Linked DNA regions of Drosophila melanogaster: region 1 is linked to region 2. The links are chromatin contacts, called in public Hi-C maps. All regions are on one chromosome and are shown on one strand. The core of a region is the stretch at or near the end of the contact, and the rest is flanking DNA. Distances in the headings are between cores, read along the strand shown. Region 1 holds the start of Fer2LCH (Ferritin 2 light chain homologue). Region 2 holds the start of CG34300.

Region 1 (6,825 bases), core at 2,649-5,148, 81 kb before region 2:
AAGTCCTCATTGAATGGGCGTCGCTAATTGATAAATTGCTTCGATGCGTGGCTGGGATCCATAGTCGCATAGTACAATAGCTACTCAAATGCCGCAGAAAATGCTTAGAGAAAACCACTTTCAAAAGTGATTAAAGATACATTTTTACCTATTTCACACGTTAATTGAGCAGCTGTTATAGGATCTTACGGAATTTCCTAGAATTAATAGAGCTTCCATGTGGATTATAAAAAAAAAACTCATATTCACAAATAGGGATTCACAACAATTATTGTAGGTCAGGAGAGTGAGGAGGGAGCAGAGGAAGATAGGGAAACTGCGATGCAAATTCAGGGGACAATTAAAATCCGAGATTGCATCGGCTTACGCAACAATGTGACATCCACGTCATCGTGGAGTCTCCGACTTAGTCAGCAGACGGCCAAGATGGCGCCCGGCGGATCTGCTCCGGTTCCGGAGCGGCAAAGCCGTGTGCACCAGGCAGTGATAAGGCGACAGAGAGAATCTCGCATGGAATGACAAACGTGGCCCCTTCGTATCAGCGGCGGAGGAGTGTATCACTGATTAGATAGTCGGGCTCCTTTAAGCCCCACAGATCACTGCGAGAGATAGGTTTCACTTTTCACCATCGATTTAGGTTGTCAATTGAAAGAAAGTAATAAATTGATATTGAGATAGATAGATCCCACTAGATCCTAAGTGATTCCAGTCTCTGAATGGTCAAAAAGATGATTTTAAAATGGTAACGTAGTTTGCATACAATACTACGATATTTACAACATGGGTTTACATTCTCATTTATTTATTTATTTTTAGACAAGCGTTGATGGCTTGTACATAAACATATGGTTTTTAGTTGAAGGCACATTCTAAGAATATCAGAAACCACAACATTATGGAACATTACACCCGTTGTGATCGCAGAACTGAGTAGTTTCCGATACCATTTCGACTTTGTATATTTCATTGTTCCATATGATATCCAAAGTACACTGCCAGCCAGCCCGCAATCAGCAGCACTCGGAGAAAAAACGCAAACAGACGCCCCTCATTGAGGACCAGATACATTTCGACCCAAACCCAAACCTTATCAGAGAGGCAAAAATGCTGCTGTTTTACTAGTTGATAATTAGGTTCTTTGATGTGTTTATTATTTGTTCAAGCGGTAACGTACATACTAAAGATACATTTGCTGGGGCGAACTTGCTAACTTATTTATGATAACATTATCACAATCTGGTGTGCTGGTAAATCAAGGTGAATTTCGCGGTGTAAATTATTCACTTGTGGCTGCTTTGATAATGCTGCTGCTGCACTGCGATTTATTGATGAACAATCCAAGGAAACAAATTTATAAGGGAATTATGAGAGCAATTTTGAGGAGACAGTGTAGGAGCGTGTTAGAAAAAGAAGGAGGAAAAGGAGGTGGTCTCCACTCCTTACTGCTTCTGCAGATACTCGTCGAACAGGTAGACGGACAGGGATGGGTCGGGGACCTTCATCAGCTTGGCGAGGTCGTTGGCATAGCCGGACAGCTTGCGCACGCTCTCGGCCTGCTTGCCCAGGAAGTTCTCCTCGAAGTAGTGGGCCAGCTCGGGATCCCTCTCGGCGTCGGTGGCGTGGGTGGCACGGGAGTGCACGTGAGTGGCTCCGGTGGCCAGCTGCTTCTCGGTGTCCAGAGCCAGAGCCAGGGAGTGCAGTTCGTCGACCTCAAGAGTGCCGCGCTTGGTGCTCACGGAGCCGGAAGACTCGTGGCGGGTGTTGAAGTCAACGATTCCTCCGCGACGGGTCACCTGCTTGATCAGGGCAATGCTGTCCTCGAAGGAGCGGTCCGAGAGTCCCTGGTACAGCTTCTGGAAGCCGGGGCGGTTCTTCTGGTAGGAGTTGAAGTGGGTGGCCAGCAGGAGGTAGTCGTACGACTTGGCCAAGTTGGCGTTGATGTAGGACTGGATCTCGGGCTCAATATGGTCAATGCCAGCAAAACGGGCATTACAAATGGAGTTGGCTACGGGGAAAAAGCAAATAATAAAGATCACACTCTTAGAATAGGAGAGCAGAAGCACATCCAATAGTAATGACATAGTCTTAATGGTTCCTAACTAGGTAGTGCCATACTAAACAAGGCAATAGAATTTTGAATTTGTATTTGTATCTTTAAAATAATAATGTAAGGGCCGTAATGCAGTAAGAATTGGAAAGTGTTCATTTTCACGAAATCTGAGATAGTGCAGAAATACATCCAATCTATATTTCACTTACTCTTGCCTGTGAAAAAGCCCGTGAGCGCTTGTTTTTATTATTATGTTTTACAAAGATACAAAAAGCAACAACACAGATTAGCCACTCTCTCTTAGAGGCGCTCTCTTTACTCACCCGAAAAGGCTGACGTAGAGCATGCGGTGATTACAGTGTTCTGGCAATATTCATCATCCTTGGCCAAGGCAAGAGAGCCGAGGCACGCAAAGAGAGCGAGTGCAACGAAAAATTTCATGTCGACGGTTTACTGTAAATTAAAATCAAATTCGAGAGGCGAAAACAAAGGAAATTAGTTTCACAACAATTGACAATTGGAAAACAGACACTTTTGTTTTCATTTTGGGCGAGTTTTTTCGTTTTGCGTCGTAGCGTTTTCTTGAATTTTCTGTGCTCTTTTTTAACAACAAAACCACCACCAATGGAATGTTTTGGTTTTTAAATTTATATGGTGGTCGGTTTAAAAACACAGTTTCCAGAATATTATTTTCTAGTTTTCGTAACTAAACACTCACAAAGTAGTTAGTTAGTAATATTAAAACTCACTTCCAGTGCCTGTGCTTTTATTAATAATTCAATCGCTTTATGTGCTTCTTGGTGAAACTCTGAAAATCAACTGCTGTTTATAGCGTCGCGTACGTCTCTTTCTATGCGATCGATATGGCTGTGTGTGTGTGGTTTTGGAGAGCGTGCATGGGCATGTGTTGTTTTGCGCTCAGTGCGGGATTTCGGTGTCATTCAAATATGGCCGCTGCCAGTGCTGTTGTTGCTGCGCCTGCTGGAAGGTGACTCACGACAGGGTTGTCAGCGTGTGCAAAATATGGACGCTGCACTTTGGATTTCAAGTGGTTTCCTGAGAGTTTTATCAGCTAACGATGAGAATTGAAAATAAACTGCAGATAAACCATCTACCTCCTAAGATAATGTTTTAAGTTTTGATATATTGGTAATTCACAGCAGCATCGAGCTTGAGACTGTTGCTATTTACAATACATATTATTGCTGGGTTCGGAGATAATGTAGGGTTTCCCCAATCAACAAACAAATTATGTAATTTGTAAGTTTTCCCACCATGTATCCTTCTTATCAAGTGTCATTCTTGGAGCTCTGCAAGCGACACGTAAAAAAGAGCCGTCGCCATATTAGCAGTTATCAAAGTGGGTGACTGATCCCCCCTTCGAACGTGCAAATCAACTTGACAAAATGTGAATTAAATTGTCAGCAATAATTAAACCGCCTGGCAACACATGACGTGGTGCTCTCCCACGGCCAAAACAAAAACAAAGAACAGCTGATGCGCATCTCAAAAGAGCGGCCATATTGCATTTGATAAATTTACTTCTTAGTAAGTGGGGATTATCTGACTAGGAAACCCGACTTTATACAAAGTATACCCATATTGAGGACGTGTGTATCACATTGAGTGCGGCAATTATCGGGAATATTCAATTATCAGCCATTTAAACGGTTAACAAAGAACGGGCGACATGTTGAAAAGATAACAGTGCACACTCTCCCATCACTCACACACACACGAAGAAAAACCGAGAGCGCGCGCGCTTAAAAGTGTTTTGTGCGCCGTTCGGAGCGACAGTTCGCTTTCGAGTTCGCTAAAACACAACGTAGAAAGGCCTTAGCTCCACTGAAAAATCAGATTAAAGCTGTCAGCAGAAGGTACTGGAAAGCATTCGAGAAGTCGAAAATAATCCCAATCAAGCCCATCAAATTGAAGCAGGCGACGCCTTCTGCGCCAGTGTGTGTAAAGGCAGCTAGATTTTCAATTTCAACGCCTATTTAACATTGTAGCTCAACTCGAGTCGCCTCATTCTCATTTGTGCATTTCAAGCAAATCAAACTAAAGTGAAAAACAAATTTTTGTTCTGTGATTTTGTGTAAAGACTACGTTCGACGATCAAAGATGGTGAAACTAATTGCTAGCCTGCTCCTGTTGGCCGTGGTGGCCCAGGCCTATGGAGATTTCAAGTGTAAGTACTAATGTTACGTTTTATTCATCAGAATTTCAAACAAAACAAAGGCAGGTCATCGGAAAAAAAACAATAAATTTCGACGCAATACGCAAAGAGAAGCAAAACATTTGTAATGCGTTGAAAAGAGCATGCGCCGTTTCTCTTTGACGCTCTTTCACTCTCTTTCGTCAATGAAGTGAAGTTACCAAACCAGTTGATTTAAAAGTTATTGATACTTCCGTTGCGCTTTGGGGAAATGATAACCAGTTTTTATACATAAATTTTCATAATTAAATAATGCGAATTTCGCTTTCATTTCCATGAATATTGCGGTATAAATAAGCTTGACTTTTTGTTGTTACATTTCAAGGCGCTCTTTGCACACGGCTTTTACGGGCCGAGTGAGCTAGCATGGTGAACCATGCTTTTTGCACACGGCACTACACGAAAACAAATGCCGTTACTATGGCGGCGAGAGCTGCGCACGTTACCAATGCAGTTACAAAAACAGAGAGAGAGAGTGGGAGAGTAGGCCATTACAGTTTTGCACACGGTTTTTGTGCCCTAGAATAGCGGCATTTCAAGCGCAATTTCAAAGGTTTATGCAATTACGCCCTCTTAAATGCAATAACCAACAACGCCCTACCCCTCAGCCAAGCAAGAAAGCAAGAGTTTCGTGAGAGAGCTTCAAAGGGAGCGAGAAGAGCATCAACTAAAAGAAAAACAAAACCTAAGCCATGAAGGTCAAGACCAAGAGTGCAAAGGTTTTTAAAATATTAAAATTTACCTAAGTTCTGATTACAAAAATAAATTTTTTAAAGCTGAATACTAGCCATATATTGTTATCGTGGTCCCCCGACTTAACCCAACCTTATCCCATTGCAGGCTCCCTGGCTGTTCCTGAGATTACCAAGGACTGGGTGGACATGAAGGATGCCTGCATAAAGGGCATGCGCAATCAGATCCAGGAGGAGATCAACGCCTCCTACCAGTACTTGGCCATGGGCGCCTACTTCTCCCGCGACACCGTCAACCGCCCTGGATTCGCCGAGCACTTCTTCAAGGCCGCCAAGGAGGAACGTGAGCACGGATCCAAGCTGGTGGAGTACCTGTCCATGCGCGGTCAACTGACCGAGGGAGTCAGCGATCTGATCAATGTGCCGGTAAGTCGACGACTCGCCTAGAAAACCCAAAAGCCCAGCTAATCCTGGCGAATCCCCCACAGACTGTGGCCAAGCAGGAGTGGACCGATGGTGCCGCCGCCCTGTCCGACGCCCTCGACCTGGAGATCAAGGTGACCAAGTCCATCCGCAAGCTGATCCAGACCTGCGAGAACAAGCCCTACAACCACTACCACCTGGTGGACTACCTGACCGGTGTCTATCTGGAGGAGCAGCTCCACGGACAGCGCGAGCTCGCCGGCAAGCTGACCACTCTCAAGAAGATGATGGACACCAACGGCGAACTGGGCGAGTTCCTGTTCGACAAGACCCTGTAAGGAGGTGGAGATAGAGAAGGCGCAGCGCCCAGTCACGCATCAAAATTATCAGCCAGTCGAGTTATCTGTTATCTGTCAGCCCAGAGAGCCTTCCCGAGGGTCCGCTATTAAATCATCACCAGCCAAGTCGGCGACTGGCCAATAAATTATCCGTTCGACTGCGATCCTCAAACCAGCACAGCAAAATTCCACGTCTGTTCTTTCTTATCAACCACTTGTGATTTCCGTACACCTCGGGAGGGGGCTCCACATTATGCAATCGCCGAGATTTCGCCTAGGCTTAAGTGGAATCGCTCATTCGCATAGTAAGACACTCAGCACAACCCATTCAATACATCCTATATCTTTATATTTTTCTGTCAATTAGACGAGCAAGTTCTTAAATAAATAACAATATATATGTAACGAAATAAACTGTATATGCGTTTGTTTTTGAGGGAGTTTTTTCAGATGGAAAACGAGGGTGATTTTATTCTTGTTGATAATTTTCGATGGGGATTTCACAGAAAAAGTGCTATATCTTGGGAAAGACACGTCCAATTGTGGAGTGGAATACCTCGTTGAACTTGTAAAAATATTCCTAAACGACGGGTAACTCATTTAGAGAAATTTTTGGTTTGAAAATTTTTTCGATTTTTTATGATGTTACCCCTTACAAAAAATGCGAAATTTGGCCGAAAAATTATTTTTCCAAATTAAAGCAAATATTGATATGGGTCTTTAGCTGAGGACCCCAGCTGACTAAAAAAGTGCGTTTTTCAGCCTTGTGACATATTTTGGCCAACTTACAACGAAAAAACTGTAAAAAAGGTGTTTAAAACTGGAATGTTTAAGGAAAAAGAAATTGTGTTTTTGGGAATGGTGAAGTTGTAGGTTATTTCGTAAAATCACAATAAAGCAAAACTTTGTTTCTACTCTCTGTTGGTTCAGTAAGCCTATCAGATTACAGAGGTCCTTGGAGAGTTGAGTAGAGTGCGGAATCAAGTGATACGCCTTACAATTGATACACTTAATATTTGGATCTACTTTCGCTAATTTTTGCTGTCTTCCCAACTCCAATTTGCTCAGAAGATAATATTGCAATCTCTCTGTTAGCCGATTAACCCT
Region 2 (7,496 bases), core at 4,024-6,523:
GTTTCCCTTCAAATTTTGAATTTGACAACAGCTCGGGAAAATTTCCGCCAGCCAGAAGCCAAAAGGAAATGCCGTGATGTGTGGTGTCAGTTTGCAATAGGAAGGCGAATAGAAAAAAAAATGATCGCAAACAGGCAACGAACATTTATTTATTTCTATTCAAATTTGAAAAAAGAAAAAATACTCCGACTGCGATTGCGATTTTGGAGCAAAAAGCACAGACAGACACACATGGCGGAGCGCTCGCTCATCAATCATTTATATAAAAACTTATTTTCTTGCTTAAAGTTCGCCAGAGACAAAGATTGATTGGCATATTAAAAAAAAAAAGCGCGCAGAAAACAGAGCAGATCTCGCCTGAATCATCGGACACGCCCCTCTAAAATAAATATGAATTTATATAAGAGCGAAAGAAAGCAAAGGATTAAGGAAGAACCGAAACAATTAGCAGATGTGCACAGTTCGAATTGAAGTTCAATCCCCGGAGCTGTGTGTTAATTATAATTATAGCTGCTGCCTCGCTTTTTTACGCTCTTTTCTGACGCAAATCCCTTGACAGCCAAAATGTCGACAGCTGATTGGGAAAAAAAAAGGTTAAGTCCCCAGCCCCAGAAGTCTATGATATGCTGATTAAAAAATCAGCGAGGCGTTGCAACAACCCTTTCGGGAATCATTGAGTGGCACAGCAAATTGCTGGATGATTAACAAGTTGACTTGTCTTAATTATGACGAACCGCGAACCGGTTTTACTATTTTTTTTGTGATTCTGATCCGTTTTGTTTGACTTGGGGATTATTACTCGATCCTAAATCCTTTGGGCAAACAGGAAAAACTTTGCCGGGCGAACTTGAAATTTTCGTTTTCTATTTCTGTTTCTCGGTACTTTAAACCCGGCTAAAAACTTCTAACCGTCAAATCCTAGACACACTTTGTTTAAACAAAAACGAAATTCACTGCGGCGGTTTGTGCATGGCGTTTTGAATGGCATTAAATATTTATAAATTCAATACGAAATGCAATTCGGAATGCATGCCAAAAAGGAGCAGCCAGAGATTGAATTGTAAAGTTTTTAAAAGCAATTCGCTGCCAGACAATGCCTTCTCTTTCTGCATTTTGGCTGCTGCGTGCAGACATCGCATAAGTTGGCCAAAAGGGAAATGGCGAGACCAGCTGCACAGATACAGATATACAGATACATTCGCCAGATACAACAATTTTTGGCTACGCAAAACGTATTCAAAGCTCTCCCGGGTGGCAGAAAACCGAAAAAGACAGGTGAGGAGGTAGCTGTGTATTCCAGGATTTTCCCCCCAATTGTCCTGCTGCAAATTCGCCCTTGCTGCTTATGAAATATTCAAGGCGCACTCCAAGGACTTGTGCAGCCACGTACATACATACATATATGCTATGATTTCATGAGTTCTGACCAGGATGGAGATGGGTTCGCTTCGGTTTGACAACCGCAAATGGTGCAGCTCGCCTTGGAGGCTCGCTAATTGCCACTTCAAGCAATTCCCAGTCCAGAACTGCGGCTCCAAATCGGTTTTACTCGGTTCAATAGCCGTGTGCCCGCCTCAACCACAAGCCCAATCATATATATCAATCGGAGGGAGCAGCAGCAACCAACAATGGGATTCAACCGAGCATAATCCACAACAATGTGCAGTTCGTCGAAGGGTTTGGGTATCTCGAAATCCAATGACTGGCGGGGGCACCGAAAGAAATGTAATATATTTCATTACTTTATTTCGAACTAGATATTATTACATCTGTTTTTGTTTCTTTTTTTTTTTGTGTGTGGTAATTTTCTCAGTGCAGTGGCCAGTGGCGTACAATTGAAATCAACTTACACTTGAGCCAACCATCTCATCTCATCTCCCTTACTCCCACACGACCATCAAATTGTTTGGCTGGGCATTACACCGAGTGTAAACAGAAATCCGAAACAATTCCACAGGGGAATCGGGGTAATATAGGAGCCTATACAGAAGGGAATAATGCAGCAGAATGTGGGGGGGGGGGGGTTCGGATTGAAGGGGGTTTGGAAAAGCTGAATGAGAGGGGCGGCGCAGATTGAAATATAAGCAGCAGGCCCAAAGACTTTTCCCCTTGATTGACTTTCAATGCACTCATTGACAATCGAAGATGATGTGCACTGAGAAAATAGAATAGCGCTGTTTCGATTAATATATATAGTTTAAATAATACACAGTACTAGAGCCCATTCTGTCCACTGCTTCTGAGTTGTTTTTGTCGCACTAGCTACTCATGTGACTGCAAAAAAAAAAAAACAGCTTAGACAATGAATATTTCTATATTTCTACGCTGCATTTTCCGGGAATTCTAGCTCAGCTTGACAGCCTCTGCTGCTGACCAGCTGGAAATGATCTAATCCAATGAAAATATAAGCCGTCAAGTCGAGAACCATCTACTTGCACTTCTAAACCGAGGCATATCCAATTGCAAGTTTGTCAAGTCAGGCAGATACAAATTTGTTTGCCTGTCCTTCCAAGAAAGCGGGCGGATTCGATTCAAGTTGAGCCAACTTTGCGGTTTCTCAATATGAGTGTGTAAGCAACGTTGTCAATGAGTGTGCGAGTAAATACCCTAGGTATTCGACTGGTGCATTACATACAAACATATTTATTCATGGACATAACTCACCTTGACTTGATAAGAATTCAAACGAGTCTTTGGCAGCAAATTGAACGACGAAAAGTCCAGGCGACGCGAAAAGATCCCATTGCAGCCAGATGTGGAGCTGGAAAGAATCGTAGAGAAATATATGCATAAATCAGAAAAAAAATATAGATAAGCGCATATAAATGTGAATGCACAAATTCCTCTAAATAAAAATGTAAATTCACTGACAGCTGGAAAATTGCAAATATGACAGGCGAGCGGAAATTCCTCCAGTCTCCAATTCGAATGCGAATTCGAATTCGAACTCGAATTCAAGCCGGATGCGATGGCGATAAGGATTTCCCTCGCCAAACTATGCGCTTATGTAAATATTGCTGTATATATATATATTTATATTGGCCGCAAGCCACGTAACTTGGCATTATTCTGACTAATCGAATGCTACGTGACTCTCTAATAGTCTACATGTATAATGAAATTTCTTTTCATTTACTTTGCCCACTTTTACTGACGTCAGAAAAATAAAAACAAAAACAAAAACAAATGTTGCTCAAATGGCCTTAAAAGCTTAGGAATGACATTATAAAATTAAAACAAATAAAATTATTTTTAAATCCCTCTAGCTTTTTCGGGGGGGCGCGCTGGGAATTTTTGCCATATTTTTCTTTCAGCTTGTTTTATATGGCCTACGGCCAAAGCAAAAGCAAACGCAAATAAAGTTATCAACAATGGCCAATATAAGGCAAAAAAAAGAAAAAATCTACAGAAATATACAGAAATATACAATAAAATTAACAAGAAAAACAAAAACGAAAGCAAACAGAAAATGTGCAAAAGCAGTGAGAGAAGAAACGACATGGGACAAACATTCGAATTCATTTGTTGACCTTGACATTGAATAGATTTCGTTTAGCTTTGTCTCGTTTTTTTTCGTTTTTTGTTTTTTGTTTTTTGTTTTTTACCCCCTTCGGTTTATTTAAATTTTAATTTTATTTCTACAGCTCTTATCAGCTTGCGTGGGGGGGTGGGGGAGGTGGGCCCCCCCACTTAGCTCGTGTGGAATTTCAACTTATCTACAACAACAAAAACTACCTTATCTGCTTGTTGGAACAGGCGAAAGCTGAGCCATTAGAAATGCTATAATACGCTGTTTGTTTATTTACACCTTGACTTCGATTATATAACATAAACAAAGCAGACCGAATGTCGCGTCATTTTCGAGTTAGTCATCGACTTGTGCTAATCAACAGAGCGCTGCAAATTTGTAATTTATTTTTAAAACAATTACAAGCGGTGAGGAAATTCAATTTCGAAAGGTTAATTAAGCCAAGCGTTCCACTCCTCAGCCAACCAAGCCACCCACAACTTTCGCCCCTCGAGCGATTTCTGCTAATTTGGGCAATATGAATTTTAATTCGAATCGAAAAAAAAAAACACACACAGCTGCTGGTCAGTTCAGATCGTTCAGATCGCTATTCATATTGAATGAATGTGCTCGACCCGGTCTCTTTATTGTTTGCTTATTTTATTGATCGGATCTCGCACTCCAGATCGAGATGTGCACGGCTAATGAATTTTAATGGCCCAAATGCGTTGCTCTGGCCTTCTCACCGCCTATTATTGTACATTTTTGGCCCGAACACGTGCGCTCTTTCTGCTCTTTCTTTAGCAAGAGCTCCCAATCAGAGCGATCTTAATTTTTATGAGTGTACCCCTTTCTTTATTGGGGCGCACAACGTGCCAGAATAAAATCGAATATCGTATTTGGATGGCCCATGAATTTGGTCAGCGAATTATGGATTATAATCACACTGGCAAAGGCGAATTCAATGGTTTTTTAATAGGCAAGCAAGTAAGTAGAATAAATAATCATCTAGCTAGTGACAAGCACTTTGCAACACGACTGATTACAATGACTTCGACTGTTAACTTCATAGCCAGCCCCGGTTTTTCCAATCAAGCATCTCATTTAGCAGAGTGTAAGATTGTTTCATATTTCGATACTATATTATTTTACGAATTTTGCATTCATTTCGAGATCTACATGAGTCAGATCCGCCTCCTGTCAGCTCCAGCTATATAGCTTATAGCATATAGCTGTCATTGGAACAATCAATGGGCATTGGATTTTGGGGGCTGGCCGGTTCTTCCTGTCTGAAATTTTTGGACTTGAATTGAGCTGAAAGTGATGTGCAGACACAGCTGGGCGAAGTCCGAGTGGCGGAATCAGAAACCAGGTCCCAACCAACAAAATTCGAGAGCCATGAATACGCTGTAATTTATAGGCGGCGTCGCTTCCGTCGCCTGTCAAATTGAATGAGCCAAATGAGTTGAGCAGCCAAGACAAAGGCGTTTCAAATTAGAATACCAAACATTATCACATGTTGCGAGCAGCTGACTCTGACCTTGAATGGCCGACAAAAAAAAAATAAAACAAAAAATGATACACAAGCGAAACTGAAGTGCCATATAAGCTATTTTCTAGCCAAATGGAGTGGCTAAAATAGAGTGACCATGGCGCACTTTGAAGCAGTCTTTGCTGCAGTGTGACCTTCCGCTTTGCAACATGCACTTTTCTAGTATGGGATCTTTGATCTGACGAGGCCTTTGGCCTGCTGTCAAACAAGAGATGAAATGTCGGGGAACCTGGCTCAAATCCTGTTGCTGCTGTGTGAATCTGCGGGCGGGATGCTTTTTCATGGCGCTTTTCGAGATTTTCGCATCGATCCTGGGGTTCTTTGTTGGCGAAGGTAAGCAGAGGTAAGCTCTGCTTTTATTCTCTTCTAATTTAGAGAATATAAATTGGTTAATATATTGGTTATAATATTCCCACAAACAGATGGTCGTCTGTTAGTAATTAGCAGAGCTGCCTATATGGTGCACTTTTTTGGATCGATTTTTCTGATGATGAGCAGTATCTTGGTATGTGATCACTTCCGCAAGTCCACTCTCTGATCCCATATCATCTCTTACAGCAGATCGAATTTCTGGTGATCATCTATCTGGTAACAGATATAATCCACCTGATCTTTTGTAGCCCCTTTATAATCAATTATGCGTTAAGTTGTAGCTTCTGCACTCTAGAATCGATTCCTGTATTCTTCACCCTAGGTAAGTGATTGTTTTGTTTGACCAATTCAATTCAATTGACAAACCAATTATTTCCTTCAGCTTTTAGCCTTTATTTTTGGATAGTGGCATTTTTCTACTGGCGACGCCTTCTCTGGGAACACAATCCCGAAAACGACGACTGAGGCGAAGGGGTATCGTTAATTCTGGATCTTGAGTGTTTATTCTGCGCTCTTGTGTTGGTTTTTGCGCTATGTACGCTATTTTCTGTTTTGGCCCTAATTTCACACTAATTTGTAAATTTGCCTTTAATGCCAAAGACAAAGAGAAAAACGAAAAGAGCAAAGTTCCGCAAATTGTTTGTACAGAGAAATATATTTTGTATTCATCACTACGATGGAAGAGCAGTAAATGAATTGCAGGCAATCGGAATTGCAGAAGGGAATACTATTCCACTGTTTTCCTTCTCGGAGGAGTGGAAACCCAATCACTTCATTCCCGGGCAATTTTCAATCACGTGCTAAGTGCTGCCAGACAGAAAAAGAGTCGATTTGTCTGCCCAGCCACGTTAGCATGCAATGCAAGTCGAGAGGGGAAAACTCGAAAAATTGGAGGAAAAACTGGAGCTGATTTGTGTGCTGCATAATTTTCCGTGCCACAAAGTGAGAGGGGGGAGGGGGGGAGGGTGCCCATCAAGTGGCAAAACTATTTGCCCTATCACGTACAAATTAAAAATGTGAAATGTTTCAATTTCTGTCTCGGGTCTCGGGGATTGCCTCGCACACAAAACAAAAACAACGGCCAGCGAGCTCCACTTAAACTTCGATTGTGGATCCCCCGCTCCACTGTAAGCCCCCCCTCCCCCACCACTCCATACATTGGTTTATGTAAATTCATTTGCGGTGACTTTGCTTTGGCGCCCAATTAGTTTAATTTATGCAAATACAACGCGGGCCACTGACAGTGCGTGGCAAAAATATAAGTCAACGGATGTGGAGAGCCTGCGGTGGCCATAATCGATAATCGGGTGATTGGATAATTTAAAGGCCGAAAGTGTTTAATTTACCACTCGAAAATGCCCTTAATCGATTATGGAGAATCGTTTAATTTGGGTAAATCGAATTTGTGAGAGGGCGATAATTTTTTGTACGAAATTTAGTCATATTGAAAACGTACTGAATGGATTGATTTACAATTGTGTATACATCCTTCTGTTTATATCGTATTAAAAACGTTTTCCCATCAATTACATTCACTGATATGGTTTTAGCCTTATATTTGTGATACCAACTGTCCCTCTATGTGATACTCATATCTCGAGACCCGCGCTAAATTTAGACGTGTCTCCAAGCAGCTGCCCTCGTCGAATTTAATGGCTTTCATGTTTGTCCATGTTTCGCCGGTCCAAAATTTGCTCTGCTCTGCGATTGGAACTGATCTTATTTTCGCCGTTTTAACCATAGCAACACAATCTTCGAACTTCATTTGCATGGAGATGGGAGCTTCTTTGGGTCAGCTCTTTCTTCCGATGGGTTTTGTGGCCTCCAAGCAAATGTCACAGCTGCGACATGGCAATTGATCGATAAATTGCCAAATTCTGGGCGCCGCCAGAATTGCTAGTCTATCTTTAATGTTTTTATTTCCCCAGTACCTGTCCGTGCGATTCTTTCAAGCGCTTCAAATTGTCGTTGAGATTTGTACATTTGATAATTTGATTGCGATTGCTGTTATTTGTTGCCTTTTGGAGCGACCACACCTCTCGATAAATTAGACACTGCCCAAAA

Evidence for each region. Hi-C and Micro-C count contacts between places; a contact is called where the count stands out from the background.
Region 1: a contact with region 2 is called in a Hi-C map of the Kc167 cell line, with 4 times the contacts expected there. A contact is called at or near these places in 4 of 107 Hi-C or Micro-C datasets (the Clone 8 cell line, the Kc167 cell line, the S2 cell line and 1 more) and 4 of 7 datasets of targeted methods (the Kc167 cell line and the S2 cell line).

Annotation. Positions count from the first base shown.
Region 1 is chr3R:30,384,877-30,391,701 of dm6, reverse strand. Fer2LCH (Ferritin 2 light chain homologue) reads right to left here and starts at 3,898. Exons shown (of 4, transcript NM_080063.4): 1 at 3,781-3,898; 2 at 2,800-3,122; 3 at 2,374-2,503; 4 at 1,293-2,005. The coding sequence starts at 2,491. The coding sequence ends at 1,440. It overlaps Fer1HCH (Ferritin 1 heavy chain homologue), which reads left to right and starts at 3,524. Exons shown (of 3, transcript NM_080134.4): 1 at 3,524-4,238; 2 at 5,106-5,383; 3 at 5,446-6,129. The coding sequence starts at 4,172. The coding sequence ends at 5,718.
Region 2 is chr3R:30,304,417-30,311,912 of dm6, reverse strand. CG34300 reads left to right here and starts at 5,273. Exons shown (of 4, transcript NM_001104510.2): 1 at 5,273-5,393; 2 at 5,483-5,565; 3 at 5,619-5,754; 4 at 5,815-6,105. The coding sequence starts at 5,273. The coding sequence ends at 5,897. It overlaps heca (headcase), which reads right to left. Exons shown (of 6, transcript NM_001276174.1): 2 at 2,665-2,761.